Linked DNA regions of Triticum aestivum: region 1 is linked to region 2. A link is a contact called in public HiCAR-type data. All regions are on one chromosome and are shown on one strand. Each heading gives the region's core, a stretch centred on a gene start, on an enhancer-like site or on the middle of the called end of the contact. The rest is flanking DNA. Distances are from core to core; before and after follow the strand shown. Region 1 has its middle 15 kb from the start of LOC123093783. Region 2 has its middle 33 kb from the start of LOC123093781.

Region 1 (5,289 bases), core at 1,084-3,583, 270 kb before region 2:
CGTCAAATAAAGAGAAGTAGAACTCTTTATTCTTGATGTAATACATGCCTGTATTCCAATAAGTATTTGGGACGGGATCACACAGTTCTGTAGTTACTGAAGTCCAATTATTCATGTGTACTTTATGGGACGAAATAACTCACCTTGGTGTTGTTCTTCCTACACTCCTGGACATTTTACAGCCGTCCTTTCAAAAGCCTCTACTGATGTGAATTCAGAAAAGCATTTTTTTTGTTTCCTCACATCCTATATGTCTGCTGACTTACTGAGGTACTTTCAGATTGGTGCTGACCTATGACTACGATCAACCGAGAGCTTTTGCCGAGGTACTATAATTAACAGACTAGTTATAGTTTGGGCTTTTGTTTGAATAGGTAATAGGAAATTATTTGAATGTTTCTATATTCTTGGTTAATCGTCATATACTTGAATCGCATATCATTGTGCTTTTGTTTGATGCTGATGTGTTTGCTTGACTGAAAGTTTTGAAGCTATGTGATGAGGGCAATACTGAGCAGCAAAAAGATATACATAATTGTAACAGGACAGGTGTGTTGTTGATGACAACTTTTTTGATGATGCTGTTGATGATAGTACAAACTCTTTAGTGGAGGGCACCATCAAAGAACTTTACGAAGCAAGTATCAATGAAGGGGATGAGGCTGATGGTGCTACTACTATTGCTGCACTTCACGACTTTACGATACAAGCTCATTGGATGAGTACACCAACATAAGATCAGCTAGGATGTAGTGAGGAAGCAAAACACGCGATGCTTTTATGGCCATGCTCATGAGCTCCAAACAGCAAAGCAACAAGTAAAAATGGATTTGGTGAGCTTGAAGATGCTGTTATGGCCAGGCTGCAAGTCCTGAAAAGATGCGAACCTAACAATAGCAACGTCGTGAATGGGGGACAGGAGGTTTTCCATTCCAATGATTGGGTGTGTCGCTTTGAAAGAAAACAACCTGACCGCGGCGCGCGTGAGGAGCTAATTCAGAAGACCGATTTGCCTGATGCTGTTGAATACTGATTTGCCTGGTGATGCTGGGTGCAGAGCCTTATCTGATGAAGTGGATAGCAGAACCGCAAGGCAGTACGTCAGTACACATTACTTGAGGAGTCTCAGGAAACCTGCAAATGTGAATTTGCATGAGAAGCAGCTAAGCTTAAGCCACTCACCGTCAGAATGGGAGCATGTACTGAAGGAGGACCTTTTCCTCCCAGGAAACCCATTGAAGTGAAAGGCATATGCTCTCCCCTTGGTTTAGTTCGAAAATCTTGTTGTGATGCACACATATAGGTATGTTCTTAACTTAAATGTATGCAGATTGCGACATAAGCAGCAGGATCAAGCGTCGTAGTAGCTAGCTGGTGCCTAAAATAATGTCAGCTCTGTGTAATATATGTTGCCTGCGGTATCTGGTTGTATGCCTGAAAGGATCATGCACAGTACCCGAACATTTGTGCCATCTTAACATGTGATGTGATCTTTAATGCCTGTATATGCAAGTATATTTGTTGCTTCTGATTGTCTTTTCGATTCTCCAGATGTCCCTTTCCGAGATGATCGTCAAGATCCTTTTAGCCCCATTTTAAGTCGCAGTTTGCTGTTGAGTTATATAGAAAAGCGGGTCAAGTTTCTGCTGGTTCTTTCTTTAAGACCCTGTGAAGCTATCCAATGACTTGTCATCTGCTCTTTTCAGTTTTGTAATCACTGATGATGCAATCAGCATATTATACATGTACAGACCTTGCTATATATACTACTGCTTTGAGATACATGCAATCCAGGGCTCCATGGAACCTGGATTTTTCACATTCACTTCATCTTAAGCTTTTGCATAAATGTACGTAGTATACATCATTATGTGCTTGTGCATTTTGTTCAGATTGTTTTGAAACTTCAGAATATGATTTTCGAATTTTTAAGTCTTTGTAAAGATTCCACTATGGACTACATACGAAGCAAAATGAGTGAATATACACTCTAAAACGCATCTATATAATCTGTATGTGGTCCATAGTGGAATCTCTACAAAGACTTATTATATTTAGGAACGGAGGGAGTATACAGTAGCACATACATGTTGCACTCTCCGTGATGTTGTACATTCAGAGACCTGCTGCTTGGACGGACGGCCGGCCAGCCAGCCAGCCATTACCTGGGCCGGTTGCAGGCGGGCGATCTGACTTTGTCACCTACACACTGCACCACACATCTTGGCGACTAGTAGCAGCTTGCACCAGGCACCAGTACGTGGTCTGAGATCCAACGTGGTAGGCATGTGACGTTGTGCCATTGACTGCGCAACATGGCAAATGATGATCTGCAAAGGCGCACACCCCAGGATCCAGGGCCATGCACAGGCAGGGCCGAAGTCTCCAGGCTTCACACACCCTGGACCGACCCGGACGACGCTAGCCAGGATGGGTCGCCATTATTTTTATTTATTGCTAATAATGTCAGTAAAAAATTTGTACTGTACTAGTGTCAGCAAAAATCAGCATTTTATAGTCGTTTTTCTTAGGTTTTTTTGTTCTCGTTACTAGTACTACATATTGCTACTCTGTAGAAACGGAAAGTGTCCTTCTAATCTGGAGCTTAGAATTGAAAATAGTCTTAAAATTTTCTCGTATTTTTTTACAACAAAGATTGCTTATTTTTTGTCATGTGTGCAAATTTCTGCGACGAAATCATATTCACTTAGGTCTGGGCAAAAATTACAAAATGCGCACATCAAAATGCTTTGAAATGGTCTTTTTGGAGCAACAATTTTTTTCCCAGAGCACTAGGAGTGTTAGTTCTCGTTGAAATTTGCACGTACATAGAACATTCAGAAATTTTTTTGCTGCCAAAAGTTTTTATAATCATTAGAATTTGTTTATTTTTTCAATTTTACTGTTCACAAGGGTGCACTGTAGAAAGTTTCTTTTTCCCTGATGGAAAAGTTACTGGATGCCGTGTTGACATTGTGAGAGGGAGATGAGATGAGATGACGTCCCTACAGTGGGTAATCACGGCGAGGCTGGCAGTGGCAGGCGGTGTCGCATATGTACAGTGCAGCGGGTACACACAGAAGTTATGTGCGCAAGCAGGAACAAGGGTATAGGACAGTGTCACTATTACGCCGCCAGTTGTGTTGCGTGCATGGTTAATCGCAGATCGATCGCATGGGCAGTGAAATGATCCAGCTGGAGAGATCAGGAGTAGCTGCTGGCCTGCTGGGTGATCCCCTAGCTAGCACACATTATTCAGTATAAATGCTAGACTGACGAACGGTTCACTTGTGGAAGGAAGTTACAGCCGTACATGTCCTTCTCTCCACTTGGAGCATCTTTACTCGGACCTTCCAAACGACAGTGTCTGGACATAAAAACCATCTTCAAACAGACCTCCAAATCGTTCATATATGTCTGGGCTATTTGAATCGAAATCTATCCCATATGTGAGGAGGAAATGGGGCTGTCCGAACGTAACCAACTCGGACCTAACCCACTTCAGATGACTTTCTATCTTTAATTTTTCCTTCTTCTCCTTTTCCCCGTCATCCCATCAATTATATGCATGTGTCCGAACAATTTGATGGGTCGCGACTACGTTCACGGACAACACGGACAAATAGGGTTCAAAGCGGACATGGTCGGGTAATGTTCAATAGGGTTCAAAGCGGACGTGTCCGTAGATAATTAGCGGGTCAAATTAGCCATTTCCAGCTGGAGATGTTCTAACCCCCTCTTATTTTTGGAAATCAGTTATTTTTTTTCACATGGCTATTTGATTTCTTCCTGAAATCAGCTGCCTCGCTGGCACGCCACGCTGTCATGTGTGGTCCCACATGAGCGTTCTCTGCCAAAGCTTCTCGCTGGAAACGGTATTCTTTCCCATATCGCTAAAAACGGTCGAGCTCGTGCTGCCCTTCTCTTTCTCGCTTCCCTTCTCTCTTCTCCATACAATTGTGTTGCAACGGGCTGTCATCCAAGCTCTAGATCGATTGGCTGCATTAAGCTCATCAGAGCCATGGCATGGCATCCTATAATTGGTGCCAGTGTTGCAGGCGTGTGTCGCTCGCCGTCGCGGTGCGGACCAAACCCGCTGCCTAATGCTACAAAACTATTCTAGGTAGTGCAATAGACGGGCACTGTTCGCCATCGGATTCGATCCATGGAGGTCTTGCACCTGTGTTGCAGGTGAGCACCAGTGCTTCAGGGGGCATTGTTCGCCGGCGGCATGGGACGGATCCACGACGGAGGTCTTGTGACTGTGTTGCAGGCAGGCGTCGATGGAGGGGAGTACTGGGGTGTTGCAAGCCAGAGTTGAGAGGGTATCACCATGCTGCAAGGCGTTGTCGCAAACAACATCGTTGTTGCGATGGCGGCGACCACAACAACGACGATACTATCACAACGACGCCTGCAGCGGTGGCGATGCTGTGATGACAACGACCACAACGGCTATGACGGTAACTGCAACGATGATGGTGTTGCATAACGACGAGCGCAACAAATACGACATTGTGATGAGGGTCTCCGAGCATCGGCCAACGCGCAGCGTTAGCTCTTATTTTCACCCATGGACCTCCATGTTACTCCGAGAATTTTCGTATGTCTAAGCCAGCCCCCATTGTCTGCCTTTCAAGGAGGAAAACTTAGCATCGACATCTGGATGGTCGCGGGTTACAAGTTCTCTTAGATGGACAAGTTCCCTTTTGAGCAAAAGAGGGTTTTCCCTCCGATTTCATCTAGATAGACAAGTACCATTTGACGGATGAGATCAAATCACGGCACATCGGATTCGATCCGTATGCAGCTCCGGATGCCCTTGATTGACAGCGCAGTTATTCGTTCTGCGAATCAGATCACCAGTCATTTCATTTCAAGTCAACTGCATTTTGTTTATCTGTACGAACGTTTTGGTCCGGGGTCCTGCGACCAATCGGCCAGCCATGGCCATGTGACGCTTTGGAGGGCTTAAGGTGGCAGCTGGTCCAAAGTCGCAGCGACGAATCCGCGATTTGCTTGCCGACCTCAGCGATCGGTGTGTGTACATACACAGGACACTGTCTGCGCGTACTATACGGCGGTCTTGTGTACAGATAGAGAGAGCGCGCGCGAGTGAGAAAGAGTGATTTTTTTTAGGGACGAGTGAGAAAGAGTGATGGGGGAACATGGTGACGGTGATGTGCCAGAAAGTGAACCAACGGTTCTGGCAGGCGTGGGCCATGGGTTTGCTAGGGCCCACACGAGCAGATCTACGTTGTTGTCATTTTGTCCTCTCCAATAATTTCT
Region 2 (5,462 bases), core at 814-3,313:
TTAACTGGGGTCTGGGGCAACTGGATCATCCATAGTGTTGTCATGTGAGGGAGAACTGTTCATTGCTCAAAGCAAATAAAGGATGCAGATGTTGATATATATATATAGGCCCAACTAGTCAAACAGTTTTCGGCAAAGATGATCAGATGGTTAGTATCCTAGGCTTCCGACGCTTTTCCGCCTGTCCAAGATGCAAGTTGAGCGAACCCTAAATTTGTGTCGAGATAGGTAGAGATTTTAGTTTCAGGGTTATAATGTTACTTGTTAGTAGGACAGTTGTTACTCCCTCCGTTCATAAGATGATATAAGATGTTATTACAACCGATATATGAGTATGTTAGAAGTTCTTAGAACCGACATATGAGTATGTTATTACAACCGATATGTGAGAATACTTGTATATCAGTTCTAATAACATCTTATATTATGGGACAGGGGAGTATATTTTATTACATAGTTAGATATATACACCTGAAATAAAAGAAAAGATATATACACCTGGGCATCCCAACCGTGGTTCCTTTCTATATTGTTGTTGCCGTTCGGTGAATACGGAATTTTACAAAGCTCACATAATAACACCGTGGTCACCACATGCCTAATGGGAAGCAAAGAAATGTAAATATCCCTTCACAAGTTCTAGCTCAGGTCTTGCTACTCGGACAGAAATGATAACTACATCAACTAAAAAAGTAAGTACACAAGTAGCTTGAATTTTCACTATTAGTAAAATCATGATTGTTTGCGACAAGTTGCGAAAATAATTACCTTATTCATTTGCTGATACCGGGTTTTTGTTACTGGTTATATCTACCAGCAAAAGAACTTATTATAACATGGTTCTTTCTAAACGGTAGGGATGGGCTAGTACACAGAGAATGCATCGACATTAATCTTGTTTCAAAAAACTCATTGAAACAAGTCAAACGGTTTCAAAATCAGACATTTGGTTCAAAATATATGACCCTTTTTGTTTGAAAAAAAAACAGACATGCTTATTGATGGGAGAGTGAGATGATGAGCGTGGATAAAAGGACTATTTTGCAAATGTGCCAGCTATCCATCTTCAGCTATATCACACCCCCCCTAGGTTTTCTATCCAATGGCTCATTCATTTATCCCGGGCGCATTTTGTGCATGAACCGGGCCGGTGCACCGAATACGTTCCCCGAATACACAAACCATGGAAACCACTCGACGCAAGAACAAATGAGTGACAATCATACATGCTTTCTATTTTTTGCGGGTGAAACAGTCATACATGCTGACCATGAGGGTGGCTCTCTCGAAAAACACACAGCTCAACCACCTTTGGCCAAATCTTTGCAACCACTTGCTTAATTTGCGATTTTCTAGAACTCGTGTGCCGATTAAAAAAACGAGACCAACCCAGACTAGACTAGCCTGTTGGCATTTTTTTTATAGAAGAAAACTCCGTTAGCACCAAACGCTCAAGCCGAGACTTGAATCCTGATGGGCTGGCTGTGAATTCCCGCGCCTTGCCAACTGAGCTACGCTCAGCTCTCCGTGTGCCGATCACTAGATGGCTGATGCGGATCAGAAAAGCGTAAAGCGCCATATTGTGAGTTCTGGCTTGGATCTCCTGGAAGAAGTGGTAACTAGCCGAACAAGCACCATGAACTTTTCCAAGCGGGACCACAATCGTTCGAGGAAAAGTCGTGAAAATAACTCGCTTCCCTATATTATCTTTTTTTGCATTTTTTTACAGCTTTTCCCACAAAATTTCACACTGTGCCGACACAGTACTCCCTCAACGGTAAGTACAACGAGAGATAGGCCAGCAGCAGCCGGTACACGAGCCATGAAAGCCTCCGGATGTAGGAACAGAAGAGCAACTGTTGTGTCCCCGCAGCGAAGTTCTGGGTCCCCACCGCGGGGCCCACCTGGCAGGAGGCGTGGCCTTGGCAGCGGCGGACAGCGTGGCAGTGTCGGCGCAGGCTCTCATTCCCTGCTATTGATTCCTCTGAGCATGGCGTTGCCAGCCACCGCCAGCTGGGCCACAGCCCTGTGGACCCGGAATGCCAGTGAGTGGCGGGTAAGGAAGCCAGTGCACGTAAGCCTATACTCAGGACAAAACTGCACGCGCCGCGGGCCGGGCCAGCTGTGCGTGCAGGCCTCTGCTGCCGCGCGGGATGGATCTTCCGCCGCGAGCGCGCACCATGTCACCCGCTGCGACGCGGGCCCAGATTTGCTCGGCGACCACCTGTCAGCCAGCGCACAGCGCAGTGACTGCGCTCGCGCGGCTCCCAAGAAGCTAGACGATCCAAACTCCTTGGCTTATCCTACGCTGCAAGGCGAAGGTGGCTGCAGCCCGCATGCAGGTGATCCTCCTGAATCGAGCGCCCAGGCCGAGCATTTTTGTATAGAAAAATACAGGCAGGTTAAGAATGGTGGCTAGAGATCGTGAGCAAGATGGCTCGATCGGTCATGGGATCTCGGCGAGGAAGTTCGGACATCCTCATGGGTAAGTTTATCGCAATTGCTAAATGTCAATTGACTGACTTTAGCTATTGTGGTCAGTCGATTTTGAATGAAGGAAGAAGAAGGAAGGAGCTCGTCAAAGGGCTATCCCATTATCTATCTTAGGGTTTAGCGTGGGCGGTGATGGGGCTTCGCCGGACAAAAAGTCTGGACGTGGCCGGGGCTAGAGAGATGGGCCGGGGGTGGTGGCAAGACCGGCGGTGGGGGCGGTTCAGGGGAAGGCGGTGCGGCGAGGCGGTCGCGGGTGGAAGAAGAAATCTGGAGGTAGAAGAAGCAACCTGCGCCGTTTATTTTTCAACCAACAGCTGAAACAAAATCGACTGGCCCAAATTCGTTTCTCAATCGACTAGCATCTAGCCATTCCCTTAGTTTACCTTGTGCCGCGTGCTTCACATCTATCAAAATCCAATTGTTTTTCTCCACAACTATGAAATGATTGTTACATCAAAACCCAGTTATTCACTCTACAAGAATGAAATGCTTGCTACTACGTTTAATTTACTTGGTTTAACATGTATTGTTTTGGTTGTGTTTTTCATCCCGCTAGGTCCTCTTTGCTATGCCCAATGCTTCTGCTATTTTCAATCCATTGTTCTGTTGCAATAATAAGCAAGTCGAGTTGCCCTATGCTCGTATCCAGACTTAGAAGACGGTTTTGACTCGATTATCCAGTAAATTACAACACCCAGATAGCATTTCACTTCCGAGCAATTAAACCTCACTAACGAGCACCCCGTCCTTCAGTGTAGACTGCCCATCGAGCCCAGAACGGAACAGGCGACCCCTCATCAATGGCGGAGACATGGGGACCACCAGAGGCCTGCCCCCCTAACATCAGTGATTTACTCCTAATTTGCCGATGAAAAGTGCATTGTTGGTGATTATTTGTTGCTAAAAACCTATCTTTTCTATAGACTGGCCCTCCCCAATCAGTTTTAACACCATCCGGCCCTCCTTCCATTTTTTCTGGCTGCGCCACCGCCCCTCATTTTCATCGCTTTTTTTAGAAAAGGAGGAGAACCCCCAGCCTCTGCATCTGGGCGATGCATACGGCCACTTTATTAATTATTCTCATAAGACCTTACAAAGTGATACAACAGTAAGACTAAAGCCACCGTCTATGCAACAACTGTCGCTACTCCTATCCAATTGATGAAGGGGCGCTGATAGTCTGGGTCTAATACCAAACAGACATCACAGCCAAACCTAAATATCTAAGACCTGAGGTCCCAACCCGGACGCCTGCCGGGTATGGGGCACCTACCAGTCCGGCGCACTCCTCAACCAGGACGCCTACCGGGTATAAGGCCGCGGCAGCCACCTGCCACCAATCCATCTTCAGTGTGTACTGCTGCACCACCTTGCCCGGCCTCTCTGCCATCGATGCCACCACGGCGCCTGATAACGGCACCCTCCTGCGCGAGTCCCTCGCCAAACATCGGGCGCCGAGTCTCCACCGCGCCACGCCACCGAGAAATGCCACCATTAATGTGCAGGATGAAGCACCGCTCCACCAATTATTCCACCCACTGGTCCCTCGAGCCCATGTACACCTCCAAGAATGACACCACAAGAGGAAAACGACACAATAATGTCGCCGTCATCCGGTCTACTGATCTAGGGTTTCCCCCGGATGTAGCAGATAGTGGCCTGGAACTTCTCAACAGCGATGCCTTCAACAAGGGAACGACACCGAAAAGTGCCGCCATCGCCGGCCTCGGCAGCAGCCGCGAGCAGGTCTTCACCCAAATCTGTTCCAGTGGCCTCCATCAAGCGTCTTGTGCACGGATCGTCCACCACCGCGGCCGCTGCATCGCCCGTCGCGAGACCACAGCCACCGACACAACCTCCGCCGTCCGGGGCCGCCGCCCCGGGATCCAGCCCTCGCTGGCCGCCAGAGCGAAACCAACGAGCCCCATCAATGGCGACGCAGCCGCATACCGCGCCGCGAGAACGCCACCATAGCGTCGTCGCGCTGACCGCACGCCGCCGCCAGGCGCGCCCGCTGCCACGCCGCCGTGCCCGATGCTAGCCCAGCGCCTTCCATCGATTTGGCCGTCCCATGCCAGCCAAACGACGAAGGGGAGAGGCGTCCCGCCGCCGCCCACACCAGGCAGGCTTCGCCGGCCGGCGCGCGTGGGCGGCAGCGAGGGGACTAGAGGAAGAGGGGGAACGGGAACCGGCGGCGGCGGGAGGCCTCCCCTGTCGCCCGCGGGAGCGGCAGAGGAGGTCGATCCACTTTTTTCTCCCGCGGGAACGCCTCATTGTCATCGTGCCATGGGCACCTGTGCAACGGTTGGATCCGGTGTGCCTCTGCTCCTTGGCGGCCCTAGGGAGGAGGGAACGGCATGGCGTGGGTTCACACGAGTGGAGGAGCTTGGCATGGCGATCCTTGAAGTGGAGGTGTGTGACTAATGGTGCACTCTTGATAAAATAGAAAAGCAAGAGGCCGATAATGAATTCTTCCGGAGCAACCATGTTAATCACGACAGGTACCCATCACCACCTTGCTGGCTTGATTTTGCTGGGAAAACCTAAATTCAAACAATGCACCCACAAAAGCCATGAACCCGTCATTTTTCGAGCCAGGTGGCGACTCCCTTAGCTAAAACCTAGTATTGGCCAGCTCAACGGAAACCTGCGTACCACGCAACTACCTAGCCTACGTACCCAGCAACTTTGCATATGTGTAGGCAGTAGGTAGCCCAGCTGACGGCTTTTCCTGGCTGAGCATGCATGGTGTGGTGGCTGCAGTGTGGTCGCGAAACCGGCAAGACTAGAGCGCGCATGCATGCACGGCCCGGCCAGGGCCAGAGATAAAAGGCCTGCCGCAACTGCAAGCAAAGCAAAGCAAAGGAGAGCAGAGAGAGCAAAGGCGCAGAAGCGTCACCTGGATGGGACGGCCATCTAGCCTAGCCTATTCTACTTCTAGTAGTAGTACTATAGGAGTAGGACTGTCC

The links. HiCAR-type assays count read pairs that join an accessible place to other places.
Region 1: a HiCAR-type map of leaf shows a contact between it and region 2, with 7 times the contacts expected there. The contact joins two enhancer-like sites. A contact is called at or near these places in 5 of 5 Hi-C or Micro-C datasets (leaf, root and an unstated tissue) and 1 of 1 datasets of contacts at active chromatin or transcription factors (leaf).

The regions. Positions count from the first base shown.
Region 1 is chr4B:641,106,700-641,111,988 of IWGSC CS RefSeq v2.1, reverse strand. No RefSeq gene overlaps it. Among protein-coding and RNA genes, the nearest start is that of LOC123093783, 15 kb to the left of the region's middle. Within about 2 kb of position 2,333, at least 5 of the 8 cell types and tissues checked have an H3K27ac peak or open chromatin away from gene starts, as enhancers often do.
Region 2 is chr4B:640,836,467-640,841,928 of IWGSC CS RefSeq v2.1, reverse strand. No RefSeq gene overlaps it. Among protein-coding and RNA genes, the nearest start is that of LOC123093781, 33 kb to the right of the region's middle. Within about 2 kb of position 2,063, at least 7 of the 8 cell types and tissues checked have an H3K27ac peak or open chromatin away from gene starts, as enhancers often do.